2 separate regions of the Zea mays genome follow, and region 2 is linked to region 1. A link is a contact called in public Hi-C data. All regions are on one chromosome and are shown on one strand. Each heading gives the region's core, a stretch centred on a gene start, on an enhancer-like site or on the middle of the called end of the contact. The rest is flanking DNA. Distances are from core to core; before and after follow the strand shown. Region 1 holds the start of LOC100382310. Region 2 holds the start of LOC100193956.

Region 1 (4,565 bases), core at 1,705-4,204:
ATTATAGTTTTTTTTTTCAAATAGGAATGCACATGCGCGTGGAGCGCACCCTCGGTTTGTAATATTTGATAAACTGTATAAGCACTTTGGTAGCATATTTTTATTTTTCGGGGCGTTTTGATCTCTTCATTTTAGAGGAATTAGAATTCACTTAATAAAGTAACTTATTTAGTTTGGAATTTAATATTTCACCACTTTCTAAAATCCAGATATAAGCCTATCTCAAATTCATGGGGTGCATGATGAGAAATGATTTTATGCATTAGTAGAATTTGTTTCTACTCTGTAACTTACAAGACACTCTTCGTCTCACTCATCTATAGTAAAAATGTAGCACATAAATATCTCCGGCATCTTGCTAATAATAGTATACAGATATATTTTTCATAAAACTTAATTAGCTTAATTGATATATGCATGAATTTCTATTATTAGAATGAAATTCAATTCCAATGATCCAAACGGGGCGTTTGTGTTTTGTTTTTGTGTTCTAACAAATTAAATTGTTGTTCTTGTCTAACTACAGAAACACAATTGTGAATTGTCTCTGTACCTATGTACCGATGGAGATGAGATTTATGGTTTTATTTATTACAATTTTATTCTTAGAACTAAAACTTGTAGATTGTGCCTACAAAACTTACAACAAACTAAAACTGTAATTTTATTTTTTTCTTCTTCAAAAAATGTAAGTAATAACCATCGTCCGAAAAGAGAATTAAAATTTAAGCACCTAAATTATAGTAAGTTCGTTTAAAAATAAAAGTATACAAGCTATGATATATTTCATTATGCCCCCTCAGTTTTGAAACTTTTTGGCTTCTCCTAAAACAATCTCTCTTTTTTTTATATATATATCTGTGTTTGGTCAGTAGGGACATTAGATTAGGCTGCTGCTATCTCTAGCAGAAACCGCGAACAGGTTCACATGCACATTTTTTTGGCGTTCGCATTCAACTATTCATCCTTCCCGCAGACGCGAAAAATAAAGATGGCAAAGATCATATGGGATTTCCTGTTCATATATTCTTTTCCGGTACAATGAGTTGCACGGTAGAACTACAAAACCAGAACCTTAATTAGACGAAAACACATAAAAGAAAAATGTAAATAAAGAAGAAGAGGAGAAGAAGAAGAAGAAGAGTTAGAAAGGAACACCCAGCTCATGCCATTCTGGCCCCACCCCTGGTATTCTTGCAAGGAATGCGACCAGCATGTGCACAAGGGCGCCTAAACATTTCACTTGTTTCTATAGGGGCCTCCATGCAAACATCTCACACTGCATCTGCATCTGTCTCCCTCCCTTGTTGACCACAGTTGAACGCAACGCAATGAATGCATCATGCACATACGTCCAAACCCAGGCCAGGCCAGGCCCCACCCAGCACATCCACAGCAGCAAGAATTAACTGCTGAACGGGTGGTAAACCTTGAGCGCCTCGATGACGTCGGCGATGGAGCCGGCGGCGGCGGCGATGGAGACGACCAGGCACGCGACGCTGAGCGTCTGGAGGCAGACCCACTTGGTGCTGCCGCGGGGCACGCGGCGCTGCTTGATGTACATCTCGACGGGGAAGTAGACGGTGAGGGGCCAGAAGGAGACGGCGCCGAGGAACCCCACCACGTTGCCGAAGAAGGGGAGCAGCATGGCCACGACGGTGGTGACGCACACGAACGCCGACCGCCACGTGAGGCGGAACACGCTGAGGGCGAGGGGCCCCACGCGGAGCTCCCGCGAGACGAAGGCGCTGTCGGGCCAGGCCGCGGCGGCGCGGCGCTCCACGAAGGCGAAGATGGGCTGGCAGAACACCTGGTACGCGCCCACCAGGTGCACCACGATGGCCACGTTGGCCACGTCGATCAGCCAGAATGGCTCGAAGAAGCCGAACCCCGTCAGCAGGTTGTCCGGCGCCTTGTCGCCGAACGCCGCGTACCCCATGCACCCGCACAGCATGTAGAAGATGGTCGTCGTCGCCACGCTCAGCCGCGTCGCCTTCTGCATCACCTTCGACTCCGACGGCGGCGGCGCCTTGATCGTGTCCTGAGCAAAGATCCAGAGCATCATATCGGTTAGGAAACAGGGGAATTCAATTCAGAAGAAGAATAGAATACACAGATTAACAGAATCGAAAAGGGACTGGTGGTATTGCTTGCTGCTTAATTACTTGGATCTCGATGAGGATGTTGGAGAAGGAGTAGGCGAACGCGATGTCGCCGAAGGCCTGCAGGCTGTGCCACACTTTCTGCGTGGAGGTGACGTCGGCGCCGATGCTGATGCCGGTGAGGCTTCCCTTGAACCCACCGTTTGCTGGATGGAATCCACAAAAAACCATCAACACATATAAGAGGGGAACCAGAGAATCAGAATGAACACATATATCGGCAAGGACGGCGTACCAACAGTCTGTGCGATGCCGAGGGACAAGCCGATGGCGGAGTAGGTGAAGGACATGACTGCGGCGACGATGGAGAGCCACCAAATCTGGTCGAAGTCCGGTATCTGGGAGAAGAGGATCTGGACGGCGCCGAAGAGGATCATGTAGGGGTTGCTGGAGCTCTTGCAGGGGACGGCGTGCCCACGCTTGTGGAAGCACCCGGCCCTGCTGACGGCCTGCATGCTGATGGAGGAGGCGATGGTGTAGCCGATGGCGACGCCGACGAGGTTGGCGTACTGGATGGCGCCGCAGAAGGCGACCTTGGCGCCGCCGAGGTTGGAGCGCACGGCGTCCATGTACGTGTAGTTGCGCTTGCCCGTGTCCGGGTCCCCCGTGCGGTAGCACTCGGCGAGCAGCGTGGCGGTGTAGTAGGTGACGAAGGCGAAGAGCAGCATGGCGGCGGGGCCGGCCACCCACCCCAGCTGCGCGATGGCCCAGGCCAGGGACAGGACTCCCGAGCCGATGACGGCCGTGATGATGTGCGCGCTGGCCGTCCAGAACGTGCCCGTGCGCCGCGGCCGCCCGTCGTCGTCCAGCCACTCGGCGCCGCCGCCGTTCCCGGCCTCCACCGACACCTCCATCGGCGCCAGGTGCTTGGTGCCGTTGTGCGACGCCATGGGGAGTGTCCTACCCGATGGATCGGAGGGAGCTCGCTGGAACAGAGGAGACCGGACCGGACCGGCCGGACCAGCACCAGCAGCAGCCGTGCAGCGCAGAGGATGGGGTGGGTGGATGGGGTAGGCTGCTCCTGCTCGGTTGTTGGTGAGCGGCGGTGGTGTGTGATGGCAGAGGGGGGAGTGAGGTGGCTTATATATAGCGTCCAGAGGAGCATCCGTGAGCGGGGGCAGGGGCGGACCGGCGGAGTCGTCATGGCCACAGCGCCGCCCGCAGGCAGGCGCGTGTGATGCTCGGTCGGTCAGCGCGCGGCTAGCAGCTATACGTATCTGTTCTTTTTTTTTGGCTGTCAGCTATGTTTTGATTCGAACAGAGCAGCCTATAGATAGCCATACCGCCGCAGGCAACATATTAAAGATATTATTAGCCATGTTTATTAATCTTGCCGTGCTTGTAAATATGTTTAGTCATCGGCACAAGCACGACACTATATATCTAATCGTATTGTTGTGTTAGTACTTTATGTCACTAGCATCTAGTAGTCTCTATACTAGTTCAGACACTATTTTAAAATATCTATAACATTTTTATGATTACAAATAGGATTTCAAAACATGAGTATTCATACCAATATAGACCGGATTTTTTTATCATATTTGAAACCATAACAATTCACATCACAAGTGCACATAACAATCACATTACTGATCTTGAGTTGGCCAAACCATACCTCATCATGCCGACCACTTACTGTCGTGCCCGTACACCCTACCGAGATAACAGCTTAGTCACTGACACTAGACCCCGTGTCGTATAGGCTCAGACACAATCGTGGCGTACCGTGCTAGAGCAATATGAGTCATGTCATACCTAGTGTTGGTCCATTTAAAGAATGTTTGACTCTTCCGACTAAAATTTAATTCATGTCACATCAGATATTTGAATATCAATTATGAGTATTAGATATAGATTTAATAAATTTGTCTAGTCTTTTATTTATCTGTATAATTATTTTTATAACTAGAATATATTTAATATACGTAATTATTATTTAAATATTTGATATGACATATACCAAAATTTAACAACCAAATACTCCCCTCAAGCGGCTCACTTGTCCATCTACATAGCAGCCAAACAAATAGAAATGACTTGTTTATTCGCAGACGTCATTTCTGCTGCGGCCTGCGGGCGGCCTGACGACCGCGGTCTACTGAAGACTCTCGCCGGAATGGTGCGACCGCGGCGTGCTAGATAACGAAATTAAAAGATGCCCGGAGACGGACAAACTCTCGTGAGCGTCTGACGTGTACGTGAGGACAGTCATCGAAATTGGATGCGTTTATGATAGAAAATTTTCGGTTTGGGTTCATACGGCGTTCCACGATTATGTGCTACTAGAAATATAGCGTTCTAAGATTAGGTGCTCGTAAAAAAATACTCACATGGAGTGACAGAATCAGTTATTCTCTACCTCGACATAGTTGCAATCGATCGCTAGAGTGGATATAGGTT
Region 2 (4,199 bases), core at 187-2,686, 560 kb after region 1:
CAGCAGCCTTGTTGTCCGTGACAATAATGCTCGGCTGTGTCCGGCGGTCATTACGACGGGCTCAACTCAAGCACGAGCACCCCAGCAGCCGCAGGATCCTCCGCCAGCCATCATCCTTCTGCAATGCGGTCGTGGACGTTAAAATCATCACGTGAACGTTAAGGCCCCGGTACGAGTAATGAAGAACACTGCATGCACATTGATGTTTAATACTATAGAGTCTTTTGAAGTGTTTAAAGAGTACATTTGTAAAAAAAAATTGGTGGAACATCTCTAGCAATAGACGTTTCACTTCTTGCTCTACAAATTCGTCATGTATTCTAGTGCCTAGAGAATCGTTTTAGTGTCTCTTCACTGTACATACCTATCATATATGACTGCAAATCCTGGTGACAAAATTTTGCACTCCATGCGGTTAACGTGGGTTTTAGGTATTCTAAATAATGGACATTTGGGATTGGGTTTTATGTGTTCTAAATAATGGATATTTGGGATTGAATGGCTCGTTCGATCGCTAAGAGCACGTAAAGCTCTCTGAATAAACTCTTTAATTAATGGGATTTTACATTAAGGTAGCATGCATTTTTTTTCGTTTTTTCCCGATGCAAAATGGACAGCAAATAAATCATGGCTAGTAATGAGCGTAAGTGCGTACGTACTACGTACCCTCGCTCCCGGCGGCGGCGGCTTTCCGTAGAGCATGTCGGGAGGGACTCCGTACAGGTCGTCGTCGACGGGCTTGGCCAGCGCGAAGCAGGACCTCCTCGCCGCCGCCGCGGCCTGCGCGTAGGCTCCGGAGTCGGCCACCTTGCTCCGCCTCGTGGTCTGCGTGTGGCCTTGGTGAGGCTCCGCCGCCGCCGCAGCCGCAGCCAGCTTGGCCGCGTGGACGACACCGTCGGCGGCGCCTCGCCGCCTCCCCTGCTGCACGCACGCACGCGCGACGCGACGAGCATTACTACCCATTCGTCTCGTCGATAAGCAGCAAGCCGACGCATCGTTGTGGGCTTTGGATTGGATAACGCGCGCGCGTACGTACGTACATACCGTCTGCGGCGCTTTGTGCGGCGTTGTTATTGCGTGGCCGAAGTCGAAGGACGGGGTCATGACCGCCGGCGCCCACGCGCCGCCGCCGTTGCTGTGGTGGTGGTGGTTCCACTCCCCGAACGCCGGGATGCGCGTGCGCCTCGCGGTCGGCATTACTGGTGGTGGTGGTCTGTCTGAAGAAGCATCGTGTATATCATCAGCTGGACTGGAAACACAGCAGTGCAAAGTGGTGGCCGGAAAGGCAATAATAATGCCGGCCGCCTACGTGCAGCAGCAGCAGCGCGAATAGGGCTCATGACTGACCTTCGTTAGCAGGGGGAGATCTAGAGAGGGAGGGGAATTCTGTTCACGAATGGAAGGAATCACAATACTGGGAAGAGGAAACAAGTAGCAGATATTATTATGTGGAGCTCCGAGTCCGAGCTGGAGGAGGCTGCTTCGATGAAGAGGGGGGAGGAGGAGGACGGTAGTGGGGGCCCACCTAGACATGTAGGCCCGGTGTGCTTCGCTTGTAGAGGACGACGCCAGTGGAGGCCCGCCAGGCCGGACATGTACTGTGCTGCGCGTGGGGGCCAACGGGACAGTGCAGAATGTTACTGCTACCTGCCTACCTTAGCCCTTGTTGTTTTGATACACGTTCGAATTTCGAAATAGCTCCGGCTCTTTGCCATATTGTACGTGTACAATATAATGCCCGTGCTCTAAATGTTACTGTCTACGTTCTAGAATATTTGTCTCCGTGCTCTAAATATTACTACCTTCGCTAGTAGCTTTGCACGCGGACGACACGTAGTGGGTACGTGTACAATCGCTTCCTTATCTCCGTTGGACGTCGCATGCGGCGAGACTATCTCCTGTCTTGTTCCATATCATATCCTATATTTTAAACTTTATTTTATAAACAATATTATCTATAGTTCTACATTCTCTACTTTACACGATTCATAAAAGGCCACCTGAGCAGGATGACTGAGGCACTGTTCGTCTCTCATGAGTCATGACTAACATTTAGTTCGTATCAATTACGATAATTAAATATAGTCTAATTGCCAAGCTAATTATACAGATGACGACTAAACAGTAAGACGAGTCTATTAAGTCTAATTAGTTCGTATGATTCACCCATATGAAGCTAAGTAAACATTTTCTAATTATGAATTAATTAGACTTAATAAATTAATCTCGTTGTTTAGTCTTTATCTGTTTAATTAGTTTTATAATTATAAAATATTTAATACTTATAATTGGCGTTTAAACATTCCATCCGATGAAACGCATACATCTCTAGAGGTGGGCAGTTTCCTTGTAGCGTACGCCCAAGTCTTCCGTGGCTTCCTTGCCAAGGACACACCAGCCAGCCCAGCCCAGCCCAGCCCCTAGTAGACTGGCGAAGAACACGCTGCGGTTGGAAATAATCGCCTGTAGTATTTATTAACGTTGTCGTGTTGACTAGGGGTCCACTCTGCGCCTCCGCCGGAGAAAACTTGGGAGAGGGGGCATGCAGCCATGCAGGGGCTAGCTAGGCGGTGGTGCTCGCTACCGGTTAAAAGCAAACTACGTAGTACAACTCATCAAACTATAGGTGCCTAAGCCTAACCGCACGATCATACTATGAAATGAAACTACTATGAATTAAAAAAAACTCGGCATCAACATCAGCAATCCGTTTGGACACTTGGGACTTGCCAAAAAAAAAAACAGTTAACTAGCAATGCTTGGCATCTTTCTATTACTAATTAGAGGCTCAACCAAGAGGCACCCACTAGAAGGTTGTCTCGAAACAGTTTCAGTTTTCCTATCACACATCTTTATCTCTTCTTCTAATTTAAACTCTACTCTGTAAACAATACAATCTACAATATAAAACAGTGTTTTGCACGGTCTACATAGACAACCTTAGAGAATGGGCCATAGGTATCGATTGGGAACCAGCTACAATGCCAAATTCTCAACCACCGATACCGGGAACCAGAACTAAATGTGTCAAATTTTATGTATACAATAACTAATTCATATGTACATGTGTATAATGTCAAATTAATGCACACACAGATTAATGTATACAAATGAATATGTACATTAAAATGAATGTTAATAGTAATATATATATAAATGTCTATGAAGTGTCATAACTACTAAATAAATGTATATTCATTTCTATATCCTCAATATGGATCGTCTTCCTATTATGATAGGATCGGAAGATTTCGTCCATCATAGTAGAACTCTCCGTCTTTAGGCCTTTACATTATAACAAATATGAAGAATGCCTTCTCTAAAAATAGGATCATTATTTTTAGAGACATGCCTCTGAGACCCATATCTATTAATAAAATTGTAGGTTTCATACAGAAGAGCCTAAATGTAAAATAGAAGTCATCATTAGATTTTCATTGGATGCACTAGATCACTAGACTGCACGTTGCACCAATATGAGTGATTGCACCTGTTGTGTCCCCATTAATAAACCAACTATAGGCTCATCCAACTCGGTATAGCCGTTGAACTATCCATTGTAGACTTTGCTGATGTCATTTTTCTGAAGATTCTCTTTTCATCTCACTATGCCATCTGGCATGTTCACTTAAACAATACAACATCACACAATGTTGAATGAACAAAGTGATTGCCTAACATGTTGTGTTTGCTCTTGATGTTCTAGTCGATCTATAGTTTAGAATAGTGGCCTCGAGATAGTGCCAACTACCCAACTTCAACCAATTGTCTACCTATCATCCTCTCCATACCCAATATGTGCAATCAGTGATCTTTCATAGTGCACTCAGCAGTACATGCGGTTGAACAACAAACACATTAGTCTGACATGTGGATTTCACTTGCGATGAACCATAAATTGAAGTCATGTTTCTTTTTCTATCTTCATGATAGTTCATCTCTTGCATCCCTAGGACCAATTAGAGCATGTCTAACACATCTTAACACATATGTTAGTCGTAGTGATTAAGTTGTCATTATCTTACCAAAACTTATAGTAAATCTAAATCATGCTTATGAGCACATTATCCTTATAATCTCCCCATTTTTTGTGATGACTAAAACAAGAGCAAAGCAAGCATAAAATTGTAAAGAACTTAAACAACTGAAGAATGCATAAACTAAATGTATCATAATCTTGTCTAATTGCCTTACCATAC

Evidence for each region. A called contact is a pair of places that touch in the nucleus more often than the background predicts.
Region 2: a Hi-C map of ear shows a contact between it and region 1, with 2.9 times the contacts expected there. The contact joins the promoter of LOC100193956 here to the promoter of LOC100382310 in region 1. A contact is called at or near these places in 3 of 25 Hi-C or Micro-C datasets (bundle sheath, ear and tassel).

What each region holds. Positions count from the first base shown.
Region 1 is chr10:11,066,414-11,070,978 of Zm-B73-REFERENCE-NAM-5.0, forward strand. It overlaps LOC100382310, which reads right to left and starts at 2,955. Exons shown (of 3, transcript NM_001175059.1): 1 at 2,398-2,955; 2 at 2,166-2,308; 3 at 1,129-2,041. The coding sequence starts at 2,830. The coding sequence ends at 1,406.
Region 2 is chr10:11,625,848-11,630,046 of Zm-B73-REFERENCE-NAM-5.0, forward strand. It overlaps LOC100193956, which reads right to left and starts at 1,437. Exons shown (of 4, transcript NM_001175726.1): 1 at 1,348-1,437; 2 at 1,045-1,217; 3 at 667-921; 4 at 1-118. The coding sequence starts at 1,197. The coding sequence ends at 62.